2 separate regions of the Rattus norvegicus genome follow, and region 1 is linked to region 2. A link is a contact called in public Hi-C data. All regions are on one chromosome and are shown on one strand. Each heading gives the region's core, a stretch centred on a gene start, on an enhancer-like site or on the middle of the called end of the contact. The rest is flanking DNA. Distances are from core to core; before and after follow the strand shown. Region 1 holds the start of Kcnj6 (potassium inwardly-rectifying channel, subfamily J, member 6). Region 2 overlaps Kcnj6 (potassium inwardly-rectifying channel, subfamily J, member 6).

The links. A called contact is a pair of places that touch in the nucleus more often than the background predicts.
Region 1: a Hi-C map of psoas muscle shows a contact between it and region 2, with 2.0 times the contacts expected there. The contact joins the promoter of Kcnj6 here to the enhancer-like site in region 2. A contact is called at or near these places in 3 of 12 Hi-C or Micro-C datasets (frontal cortex, prefrontal cortex and psoas muscle) and 1 of 1 datasets of contacts at active chromatin or transcription factors (oligodendrocytes).

Annotation. Positions count from the first base shown.
Region 1 is chr11:47,774,637-47,780,381 of GRCr8, forward strand. It overlaps Kcnj6 (potassium inwardly-rectifying channel, subfamily J, member 6), which reads right to left and starts at 3,712. Exons shown (of 4, transcript NM_013192.3): 1 at 3,520-3,712.
Region 2 is chr11:47,581,025-47,586,598 of GRCr8, forward strand. The region is part of intron 3 of Kcnj6 (potassium inwardly-rectifying channel, subfamily J, member 6); the gene reads right to left. It overlaps LOC102550239 (a long non-coding RNA gene), which reads left to right. Exons shown (of 5, transcript XR_005491269.2): 2 at 2,617-2,762. LOC134481061 (a long non-coding RNA gene) reads right to left here. Exons shown (of 2, transcript XR_010056269.1): 2 at 3,262-5,574. Among named protein-coding and RNA genes, the nearest start is that of Kcnj6, 190 kb to the right of the region's middle. Within about 2 kb of position 1,862, at least 2 of the 93 cell types and tissues checked have an H3K27ac peak or open chromatin away from gene starts, as enhancers often do.

The DNA.
Region 1 (5,745 bases), core at 2,462-4,961, 200 kb after region 2:
TTTTCCCATTTTTAAACAATCTGCAAAGTAGAAAGGGTTTGCAAGAAGGAGAGAACAAAAGCATTTGCTCAGCTCAGAGGAAACCATCTATATGAATCCTGCAGACACAGTAAAGACCTGGGCTGTAGGCACAAACATGCTGCTTGTTGTTGTTTCGGAGACACGAAAGTAAGGCATCCGTGTAATTTTTCAAAAGTAAGAATCGGAACTACATGCAGGGACGGACCTTAGGAAGTCACTCCTTAACTGATCCTATGTGCAACGGGTAAACTGCTTAATCTGGAGTGCGCTGTTGACCACCGCAGGCACCTCATTCAGTAATAAGCCACCAGAAAGTAAGCAAGTCATAGTTCAGAAAATTAGTACCGAATCTATGAGCATGGGATCACTATGAATAAAGGCTATTGGGCAAGAAATCAACTGATTATCACACGGAATTCACTGGAGCTAAAGATAGAGCCGTTTCCCATTCTCACTTTCTATATAGCCTTCTTCTCTTTTAAAGTTTGCGAGAGAACTTGAACTTTAAAACGCATAGGCAGGCCACTTTCTCTATCCAACAGCCTCTGCTGTTCTGTGCCTCTAATCTCCACTTTCCTTCTGTTGGTAATAGCAGATGGATCGAAGCCAGAGTACAGCTTGTTTAAGTCCCAAAATATTCTACACATCACTTCTATTTCAGATAGCAAGCCGTATAAATTAAAACATGGACAAACTTGTCAACAGCCATCAGGATCTGAAATTCAAAAGCCAGTGTAACCCCTTACCCCTTTCCCCATGGTCAAAACACACAGCCCCAGCTTCACCAGCTAGAGGTGAGTTAAGCATCTAACAGCTGCATACATGCACACTGCTTTAACCGCCTTCCAAGGGCTCAGCATGCATTTTCTTTAGGAAACATTAACATGTCCGTGGTGTTGGAAGCCCAGTTGTATACCAAGTTGTGTTTGCCTTTATGTATAAATGACAGACAAGTCAGTACCACCTTAAGATCAACACAGAGATGTTTCCTCAAGAGAGGATTTCCTTAGAGCTGCTCCTGGCACTTCTACTCCCTAAACCTTGGTGATTTGGTGCTAATTTTAAGTTGTACCCACTGCGTCCGGATGCCACTGCTTAGGGCCTTTTACCTGACTGGTGCGGTAGCCTGCGTTAGTTTTCATCAGCCCTAATCAGTTGGGCCACAGTCTCTGAAGGAAAAAAGCTAAGGAGACCAATGTCTAGTAAGGTAAGATGGAGTGGATCTCCGTACTCACCTGAATCAATGTCCAGATGAACTTGAATGCTTAGACTCTCTCCCTGTACAGGTTCTCCTTTGTTTATATCAATAGGAATGGTTCCTGAACACCTTACTGTGTCTGCAATCATGGAAACCAGTTACCTCGCTCATAAGCTGGCTAATAGAGCTCACTACTGGCTTCTACCTCCCTAACTCCTGCCCCTCATGGTGCTGAGGATCCAGCCAAGAATGGATGAAGGGCAGACTGTTTCTCTACCCTCTTGGATCTTAGGCCCCTAGGCAGGAGTTGTTGGCTGGTCTCTTACTGGTCAGAATGCTATCATGGCACCTTCCCAAAACTCTATGTCTAAAAGAAAGTTACAGAAGGTTGTGGGGGAGGCAGGAACCCATGGATATTTTCTGTGAGTCAGATACTTGGTTCAAATACAACTGATTTCTTTGGGATCTGATTGTGTGTGTGTATGTGTGTGTGTGTGTGTGTGTGTGTGTGTGTGTGTGTGTGTGTGTTTCCTTTCACTGAGGAGGGATCCTCTCTATGTTCTCAGGTCAGCTTCAGTCTTTTGTGGTTTTGGTATTTACTTTGAGCAGTTACTCTGAAGCACCATCATGCATGAAATGGTTGATTTGCTAGCTCCTCCTATGTGCCATATAATTCCACGAATAATCTGACACCCGTATTCAGCACGGGCAGGGAATTTTATAGGAAGAGATTGCCTTCCCATGACCAGAAAATCTAGTGCATGCTAGGAGCAGCTAGCTATCCTACCAGGGAGGTGAACCCGGGGCACCTTGCTCTGGCCTTGGTGCTGAACCCGGAACCTGCTCAGAAAGGCATCTATGGACAAGAGAAACTTTGCCATGTTGGAGGAGAGCCTGAGCAGGATCTAAGTGCCCTCTCGTGGATCACTCTTAGGGAGCTGGACCCAGCCGATACCCTAGGATACCCATAGGGCACACGGTGGGCATATCTTTGCCTGGAGCCAAGAAAGTTTTGTCCAACGGTTTTTCCTATCACTGGAGCTGCTATGTCCCCTCCCACCTGGGTCGCCATGGAGACTCAGCTCCTTCCTTCTCCAGGCAAAATGGGCGAAGCTTAGTTAGCTCAGCCCTGACTGTAGCAAGCCCACTTTCTCGGACATTGTCCTTCTCCATTTTTCTTTTCTCATCAAAAGAAAGGTAGCCAGGGCATAGTGCTTGCATGGAAGTGCATAGCTCTCAGTACCTGAGAGCTCACCAGGACCCCGGGACTTTGGAGAAAGCAGTTGGGAGCACACTGAAGCTATAATGGATTGCCAACTCCCAGACACTGGAGGGTTTCCTCCCCCCACCCCTGCCCTGCTTTGTGGGGAAAGTGGAGGTGGAGAAGGGATTCTTTGGAAAATTCTGCTGTTCCCTTTCCACTAAGCTCAGATTGTTTCTGTGACCTTTTCTATGAAGATCTGTTCTCCCCCACCCCAAGACTCTCTCCATATTGAACCCTGTATATATACCTGTGGATCCACCCAGGGCTTCACTGGGCTTGGGGAATAAGAATACCATTTCAGTTAAAAAAACTAACCCAAGCTTAATGTCTTGATGCAAGTGAACCCATACCCAGGAGAGAAGCTAAGTCGGTAGACTCACCTAGCCCACACTTGGTGTGACCCTGGTGTTTCCTGCTTTCAGTTAGTTTTACTTGTAGGGACATCTTAGTCCCTGTCTTCCATCAGCGGCGACACATCTCGGGTTTACTGATGAAGACCATGTGAAGTCCTCCCCTGTCTCACAGCTTTCGCCCTTCCGCTCACTTTTCCTCCTTCGCATCCTCTCCTCTTTATGCCCAAACAGAACAAGGCTACTGAACAGCTTTCCACCAAGACAATGGGCTTTCCCAACTCTCCCTGCCTACCCCGCCAGCCAGCCGCCCCTGCCTGCGGGATCATCTGTGTGTTTGATCTTCACTAGGGGTGCGGAGTGAGGTCCACAGTAGCTGACCCATTCTCTCGCGCCCAGGGCAGGCAGACCCCTCCTCCTGCCACCCACCCAGGCGAGTTTTTAAGCTGCTAATGAAAATCCTATGAGACACATTTCCTTTTGGTTATGTAACCAAAGGCAGCTTTTCCTGCCTCTGGTGGACTTCAGCATCATGTCTCCGCTGAGAAGGGAATGCAAACAGTCACAGTGGGGCTGGGGACCTGGGAGCCAGGACCTGAAGGCTCGCTCGGGGATCCTAGGACACGGAACATCTGGCTGGGATCCATGCCAGCTCCTCGCCTTGAACAACTCAACGCACTGCTTACCTTGTGGTGGACAGGGTAGGTTCACTTCATCCTCATCGCCTCTCTTGGAACGGAGCAAGATTCAGTAATTCACTCCACGGTGGATGGCAAGGGAAGAAAATACAAGAAGAGGAGGAAACAGACCAACTGGAAGCAGATGGTCCAATTTCACATCAGCCCCGGCAGGCTTTCGGGAGACTCCATTCTGCTGCTAGCGGTTGGTCCAGCTCCTGCTCCAGCTCCGGCTCGCCTGTTCCCGCGGATCCCCACCCTCGGCCCGCCCAACCTCTCCAGCCAGGTGCTGCCGTCTGGTGACTGGCTCCCTCTGGCTGGAGGGCTGGGCGCTGGGGCCACCGCGGGGCAGAGGAGTGCGCGTGTGGGCAGGGACGGAGGAGGGAGCCCTGCTGCGAGGAAACTGGGGGAAAGCCTTGAGTGGCAGGGGGAATAAATCCTCGTTTAGGAGCAAAGTGATAGATCTCGTAGGGAAACGTCATGAAAGCCGCAGATTCAACGAATGCTACTCGGTTCCAGCCCCACGGGCTGAGCCGCGCTGTCAGCGCATGAAGCGACGCGTCTCTGGATAAAAGCGGGCGCAGCGCCGCGCGCTGGAGAACCAAGGCGACACAGTGATCAGCGTCGCTGCGAGGCGGAGGGGCGGGGGGGGGGGAGCGGAAGAGATGGAGCCAGACCCTAGCCGCCCACCTTTCGCCCAGCCTCTTGTTCTTTTTAACCTGGAGTGAACTGGGGCGCTGAAACGGGGGCGCCACATCCCTCCAAAGTGAACCGAGAAGTAGGGGTTTCTATTGTTGGTGTGTGTGTGTGTGTGTGTGTGTGTGTGTGTGTGTGTGTGTGTGTGTGTGTGTAGTCTTTGACTCTTAGATGCCCAGGGACACCCCCCCCCCGCCCCATGTCACTTAATAAGTCCTAAACTTGAGGATCTGTTTATGCCTGCCTGTTATAGCTTCTCTTTTGGCTTTGACGAAATGTGAAGAGTGGGGTTTCTTCACTGCTTTCCACTGGCTGAAATCCCTCTGGAGATCATATGTGGTCAGCATAGCCCAGAGGGGCCTTAGCCAACAAGATGGGCCTAAGGGTGGGGGACTGCAACCCAGGGCTTTGATCGCACAGATCTAAGACCAGGTCTGGTGCTATGCTTAGTCCATCCTATCCACCGCTCCTGGGACCTAGTGCTAGCTCCCCCCCCCCACTTTAGTTAAGCTTTTGCGAGCAGGTGAGCTTTCTGAGTATAATCCCACTGCCTAAAACACACTCCTCGTGGACAGCCACCTACTTTGGGTTAACCTGCTCTGTATGGTTCTTTCAGGGGTGATCCCACAGTGAATCCCAGTTACAACTTGACGTTCCTTTGCGGACACTGCAAGCAGTAGTTCCTTTCCAAAGCCTTCTCACATCTAGCTCCCACCCAAGTGCAGACCCGTTTATGCATTTTTTAACCCAAGGAGAAATGGTTTCGCAAGGAGACTGTAAAAGTAATTGACACTATTGGCCGATAGCTCTATAATGGCCCGATTAATAACAGGCTATTCTGTTTACTTAGCAGCCCAAGTAAAGAGGCGACACAACTCAAGAAGGTGACCCTTTCTGATGAACAGACTCACCAAGATCTGCTCTTAGCAGATATTTTATTGAATGATATTTTAGTGAATGATATTTTATTCTGAACTCATGCTCTAAGAGTACTTTTAAAAGCTGTGCATGCATGTTCATGCGCAAGTGTGCATGTGTGTGCCCGCGCGTGTGCCTGTGTGCATGTGTGCATGTGCGTGTGTGCGTGTGTGTGTGTGTGTGTAGGTGTATGTGCATGTGTGTGCATGTGTGTGTGATTACCCACAGAGTATAGAAGAAGGCATCAGGTCATCCAAAGCTTGAGTTACAGGGGATTCTGAGCTGGCTGGTGTGGGTGCTAGGAGTAGAATCTGGGTCCTCTGTAAGAGCAGAGCAGGCCCTCATGCACTCAGTCATTTCTTCAGCTCCTATTCATACTTTTGTTTCCCTTATTGGTCACAATTTATTGTAAAGTCATGAAAGGCCAGCAACAGTCAGTCTAGAGAATACATACTTTTTATTTAAAGTATAGAATAGAGTTTATTCAGGGCATAGGGAGGGGAGTTAAGAGGGTGGTAGGGCAGAGAGAGAGAGAGAGAGAGAGAGAGAGAGAGAGAGAGAGAGAGAGAGAGAAAGAGAGAGAGAGATAGAGAAATAGAGTAGAGGCTGGCCATGAGCACA
Region 2 (5,574 bases), core at 612-3,111:
AAGGTTTCTCAAGACAGTTCAGGTGACAGGTAAAGTCTAGTGTGTGGAGTGAATATGGGGTCCCTGAAATGTCCTGAACTGAGTCTGACCAGCCAGGGCCCAGGCAAGCATTGGCTGCTGTGAACTCTCTCTCTTCCTTCCTTCCTCTCTCTCCCTTCCCTTCTCCCCCTCTCCTCTTCCTTTTCTTCCCTTTCTTCTTTCCTCTCTTTTTCCATCCCCCTCTCCTCCCCCTCTCTCTTCTTCCCTTCCTCCTCCCTTTCCCCTCCCCCTTTCTCTCTCCCTTCCATCTCCTCTTTCCCTTTTCCTCCCCCTTTCCCACCCCCTTCTCTCTTATTTCCTTTCTCCTTTTCTCCCTCCCTCTCTGCCTCCCTCCACTCCTTGTTTCCTCTTCCCTCTACCTCTCTTCTTCCTTTCCTCTTCCCTCCTCTTCTTTTTTCTTCCTTCCTTCTCTCCCTTTCCTTCCCTTCTCCTCCCTCTTTCCCTCTGCCCCTCTTTTCTCACACTGTTCCTGTGGACTCTGAGGTATAGAACATGGTGCCTGTCTTCTCTGATGAATGTTGGACATGTGAAGAACTGGTCTCATGTCTTCCTTCATTGATGGGAAGGCCTTAGGCTTGCCTGAACCCCAGGGGCTGCCCTGCCTGCTGCTCTCCTGTCCTATGGGTTCCTCACTTCACAGCATCCCTGGACAGTCATGTGGTGAGGGACTGTTATCACTGAAGACATATCAATTTCCTGAGATTGCCGATGGGCAGGGGACTGACAGGAGTCAGAAACATCACATAGGTCAGGAGGCAATAGGTGTGAGATCAAGGTTTGGCCAGACTGTGCTCCCATGAAGGCTTTCGGGACTCTTCCTTCCTTGATCTAGTGATGGATGGCACCCTTGTTGGTTGTGTCACCTAACTTCATGTAGCCTCCTCTCTCTATGTGTCTCTAAGGACACACATTGGGCTTTTGGCTACCTGCCATCTTGAGATCTTTAAGCTAAGTAAATAAGCAGATAGTCCTATCTTTTGAGTGGTCACCAGTCAGCTACAGATGGGGTGGTGTCTTGGTAGTGATCAGAGTAATTTTCTGTCCACCCAAGATCAGCTGACGTATACGTCTTGGGGTGGATACAGGGCTGATTGTATCACCTGCCTGGGGCCACTTATCCCTAAAGCCTGATAGGAAGCTGCTGTAAGTGTGGGGAAGGCAGACAGGGCTGCACCAGAGAGCACCAGTCATTGGGGAACAGGTTCTGGTCAGGTGAGAACTTGAGTGTTCAAGCTTGACTTCGTTTATCTAAGTAGGCACATCTTGCTTCTCTCCACAGTTTCACAGTCTCTGGTGACAAGCTAGGGAGGCATGCCTGGGAAGCCTCATCCTCTGATTCACATAACTTACATTATAGTTCCTCTTTTTTGTGTTCCCAGGGGGAGGAAATTGGCTGTGGGACGCCACCAAAAATAAACACACAAGCACACAGCAAGCCCATACGAAAAATCCTGTTTGCACAAGAGAAGGAGCTCATGCCCCAAATTTGGCTTCCCCATCATGGCAATGGCTTTGGATCCAGCCTCTGTGGCAGGGGAAGCTTCCTTCTAGAAGGATTTCAAAGTTCCTGCCTTTTAAAAAACACATTTAAAGAGATACTCAGCCCTGAGAGCTCCCTAAAATCTTGTCTTTTCTCTCTCTCTACCTCCCCTTTTCTATTCCTCCTCCCCTTCTTCTCTTCCTCATGGCCCATTGGCTTACCTAAGTAGCTTTCTTTTACACACCAAGGGGAACCCCTTGCAGCAGGTGCACTGTCTCTTTAAGGGTAGCAGTGGTATTAGCTCTGCTCAGCACAGGACACAGGAGCAAAAGGTCAAGGTTGTCAGGAGGAAGACAGGGACCTAGATAACTCCAAGGAAGCAGGGTGAGCAGTAGGGTTGAGGGTAAAGCCACCCAGCACCGAGCTGATGGTCTGAACCTTGGATCTTTCTGATGTGTCCCAGAGAAGGGACAACAAGTAAAGAGGGGTGCAGAGGGTGGCTTTTGCAGCCCTTAAGGAGCTGGCTGCTTGCAGTGCCTGCTGAGCTGGTGTGGGCATGAGGCCAGGGGTGAGTTTTTCTCTTTGCCTGAGCTGCTCAGTGACAGTGTTGGCCTCCAACAGCGAAGACTAAGATTAAGCTTCAGAACACACAGAAGTGTCTATACACAGGAGGCATGCTCCAAGGCCCCTCAGTGGATGCCTGAAGTCATAGATCACACTGCATCACATACCTATGGAGTCACACACACCAAAGATACTGCCTAATTTTTAAGTCTAGCACAATGTGAGGTTAATACTAATTCACCACGCATCTGAGCAGACTCAACACTTACATTTTTAATAAGGAAAATCTCTGTGCAGGTGAGTTTTTATCATCAACCTTATACATCTTAGAATCAACTTGAGGAATTATTTCTATCAGGCTGAACTGTGGGTGTGCCTGATAGGTGACTGTCTTGATAGTTCAGGTGGGTGGACTCATCCTGATTGTGGGTGGTACCATTTCTTGGGCTGGGCCTTGGCTTGTGAAGAAGGTCAGCTGCAATCAATCAATCAATCAGTCAATCAATCAATCAATCTCTGTCTGTACCTTCCAGGTGCTGGGAGTGCAGGAGTGTGCCCCATGTCCAGTTTACATGGTACTGGGAGTTGAACCTTCCATGAGCCTCATGAACTCTAGCCAGACAGCACCAGCTGAGCCACATCCCTACCTCTTGGTGCAATCATTATTAATAATGCAAAGGTGAGCTGGACGCAAGCACTGCGATGCTTTGACATTTGATCTGACAATCAATAGCCACTTAGTGGGTGTGCAGGATACATGGTGTGGGTGCTTCAGTCAGAGAGACGGTTATAAGTAAGATGGTAGATCTCATTTACTACTCAAAATGTCATGTGGCTGAAACACAGGCATTGCTTATTTCTAGAATATTCCATTCACTATTTCCAGGGTGTGGTTGACCATAACCAAAACCTGGGAAAGCAAAATTGTGCACCACAGGAATTGCTATGATGAAACTTTCCTAGTAACTGTTGTATTGGTTTCTCAAGGCTGCCATAAAAGGTGCCACAGACTGAGTGGCTTCACCTATGGAAGTGGGGCATGCACATCTGCCCTGGGGCCAGACTCTGAGGTCAAGCTACTGGTCGTGTGGGGTCCTGCTGAAAGCAGTGAGGAGGGGTCTGAAGTAGGTCTCCCTCCTGGGTTCTGGTGGGTCCTGGTGCTCCTGAGTGTGGTAGTGTTTTTTTTTTAAACACTTTATTTATTTATTTATTTATTTATTTATTTATTTATTTATTTATTTATTTATATGAGTACACTGTTGCACTGTCTTCAGATACAGAAGAGGGCATCAGAGTCCATTACAGATGGTTGTGAGCCACCATGTGGCTGCTAGGAATTGAACTCAGGACCTCTGGAAGAGCAGATGGTGCTCTTAACTGCTGAGCCATCTCTCTAGTCGAGGTGTGTTAGTGTTATACTCTGATTTCTTCCTTTGCTCTCACATGGGCTTCTCCCTGCGTCTGTGTGTATGAATGGTCCTTTGTCCTAAGGACAACAGTCACTTGCGGTTCGTGTGACTCTGGGGTATGTCCTCATGTTAGCCAACTACATCTGCAGTGATTCTGTTCCCAGGAATGTCCCATTCTTGGGTATTGGGGTCTGCGAGGGCATAGGTTGGCAATAATGGTTGTGAGCTGTTACATAGGCATGGACAGTTTCGAGGAGCTGAGGTACCTGTCACAGTCAATGCAGCCCAAACAGGAGGAACGTTTGACATTTTTCTTTGGCAGAAGAGAGTCAGAATGAGGAAGCACAGAGCCAATGAGCTCTGAAGGGAGCTGAATTGTCTCGGTGAGTGTGTTAGGACAATTGGCCGGTCATTTAGGAAAAATGCAAGCTGGATGCTTTGTTGAGTCAGCTGGTTCAAAAAATCCTAGCCAGGAAAAACGAAAAAAAAAAATCAAGAAGTAAGCAGAACACTAAAAACTGGACAGTAAAATCGCTGTTGAAAGGGAGACTCATCTTGTGGGAATTAGCTAGGAAGACCAGAGGAAGCTCTCTGAGTGTTCCGTAAAAGGTGGCCATGTGAAGCAAGATGTCAATTTATCCTATGAAATAAAATTTCCTGCAGTTGAAAGAAATGAAAGGTAAAATTCAATTATTAAAGAAATGTGTGAGGCGAAGGGCAGACTATGAAAGATGTTTACAGAATGCGTAACTGGCAGGGGGCTGATTGGCTTTATGTCATGTCAATTAGATGAGATAATAACCTCCAAGAAAAAAACATGCAGACTGCAGCAAGAGACAGCTATCCATATATTCCCAATTATGCTCCACGCAACCCAAACAATATCCAGCTTCACCTCATTGGCAAAGATGAATGCATTGCACATTTGCAGAGCGGCTGGGATGTGTGCATGCAGCTCCGCTTGCCTCTGGAGAGGGACCATAAACTGTCACAACGCTCTACAACCTGGAAATCCTTAAAAGCGGCATGCACAAGTCCTTTTGAATCCCATCAATCTTCTGAGAATCTGCCCCGGGAGGGTCGGGGCTCATTACAGTGTTACTGAAAAGGTGCCTCCCTAACGTGGTCTTGCACAGCGCGGCCCTGCACACAGGTGTGGTGTGGACAAGAAGAGGAGAGTCAGGAACAGACTCTACTCCAGGATACAAGATGGGAGGGGCGCTGAGGCTGAAGGGGAGGAAATGGTACAGGGAGGAAGTATGGCGGCCTCTTGCTCCAGTGCAGCTCCCTGCAGGGTAAGAATGGGAGACAGAAGCTAAGCAGCATCCAGTGACCAGCCCAAGGGGGATCCATCCCATGCTTAGGTACCAAACCCCAACACTATTCCTGATGCCATGTTTTGCTTGCAGACAAGAGCCTGGCATGGCCATCCTCTGAGGGGCTCTACCATTGGCTAACTGAGACAGATGCAGATACTTACAGCCAACCACTGGACTGATGTCGGGGAACCCTATGGAAGAGTTAGGGAAGGGATTGAAGACCTGAAGGGGATTGCAACCACATAGGAAGAACAACAGTATCAACTAACCAGACCCCTCAGAGCTCTCAGAGACTAAGCCACCAACCAAAGAGCATACATGGCTGGTCCGTGCCCCCACCTCCCTCCCACTCTGGCACATATGTAGCAGAGGGCTGCCTTGACTGGCCTTAGTGGAAGAGGATGTGCCTAATCCTATAGAGACTTGATGCCCCAGGGAAGGGGGATACTGGGGGTGAGGAGAGGTGGAGATGGTTAGGTGGATAGGGGAGCACCTTCTCAGAAGCAAAGGGGAGGAGGAGGAGGGGGTGAAGATCTTAGGGAGGGGTGACCAGGAAGGAGGTGATATTGGAATGTAAATGAATAAAATACTTTAATAAAAAAGAAAAAAAAACAACAAAAAAAATCATAAGCAAGGTGTTCCTGGTGAACATAACCCGGTAGCTGAACCCACAAGCCACAACTCTTTGGGGCCATTACTAATAAGATCCAGTTGGGGGATTTGGTGAGGTGATGACCCCTTGTCAGGGAGACGAGGTCTATTT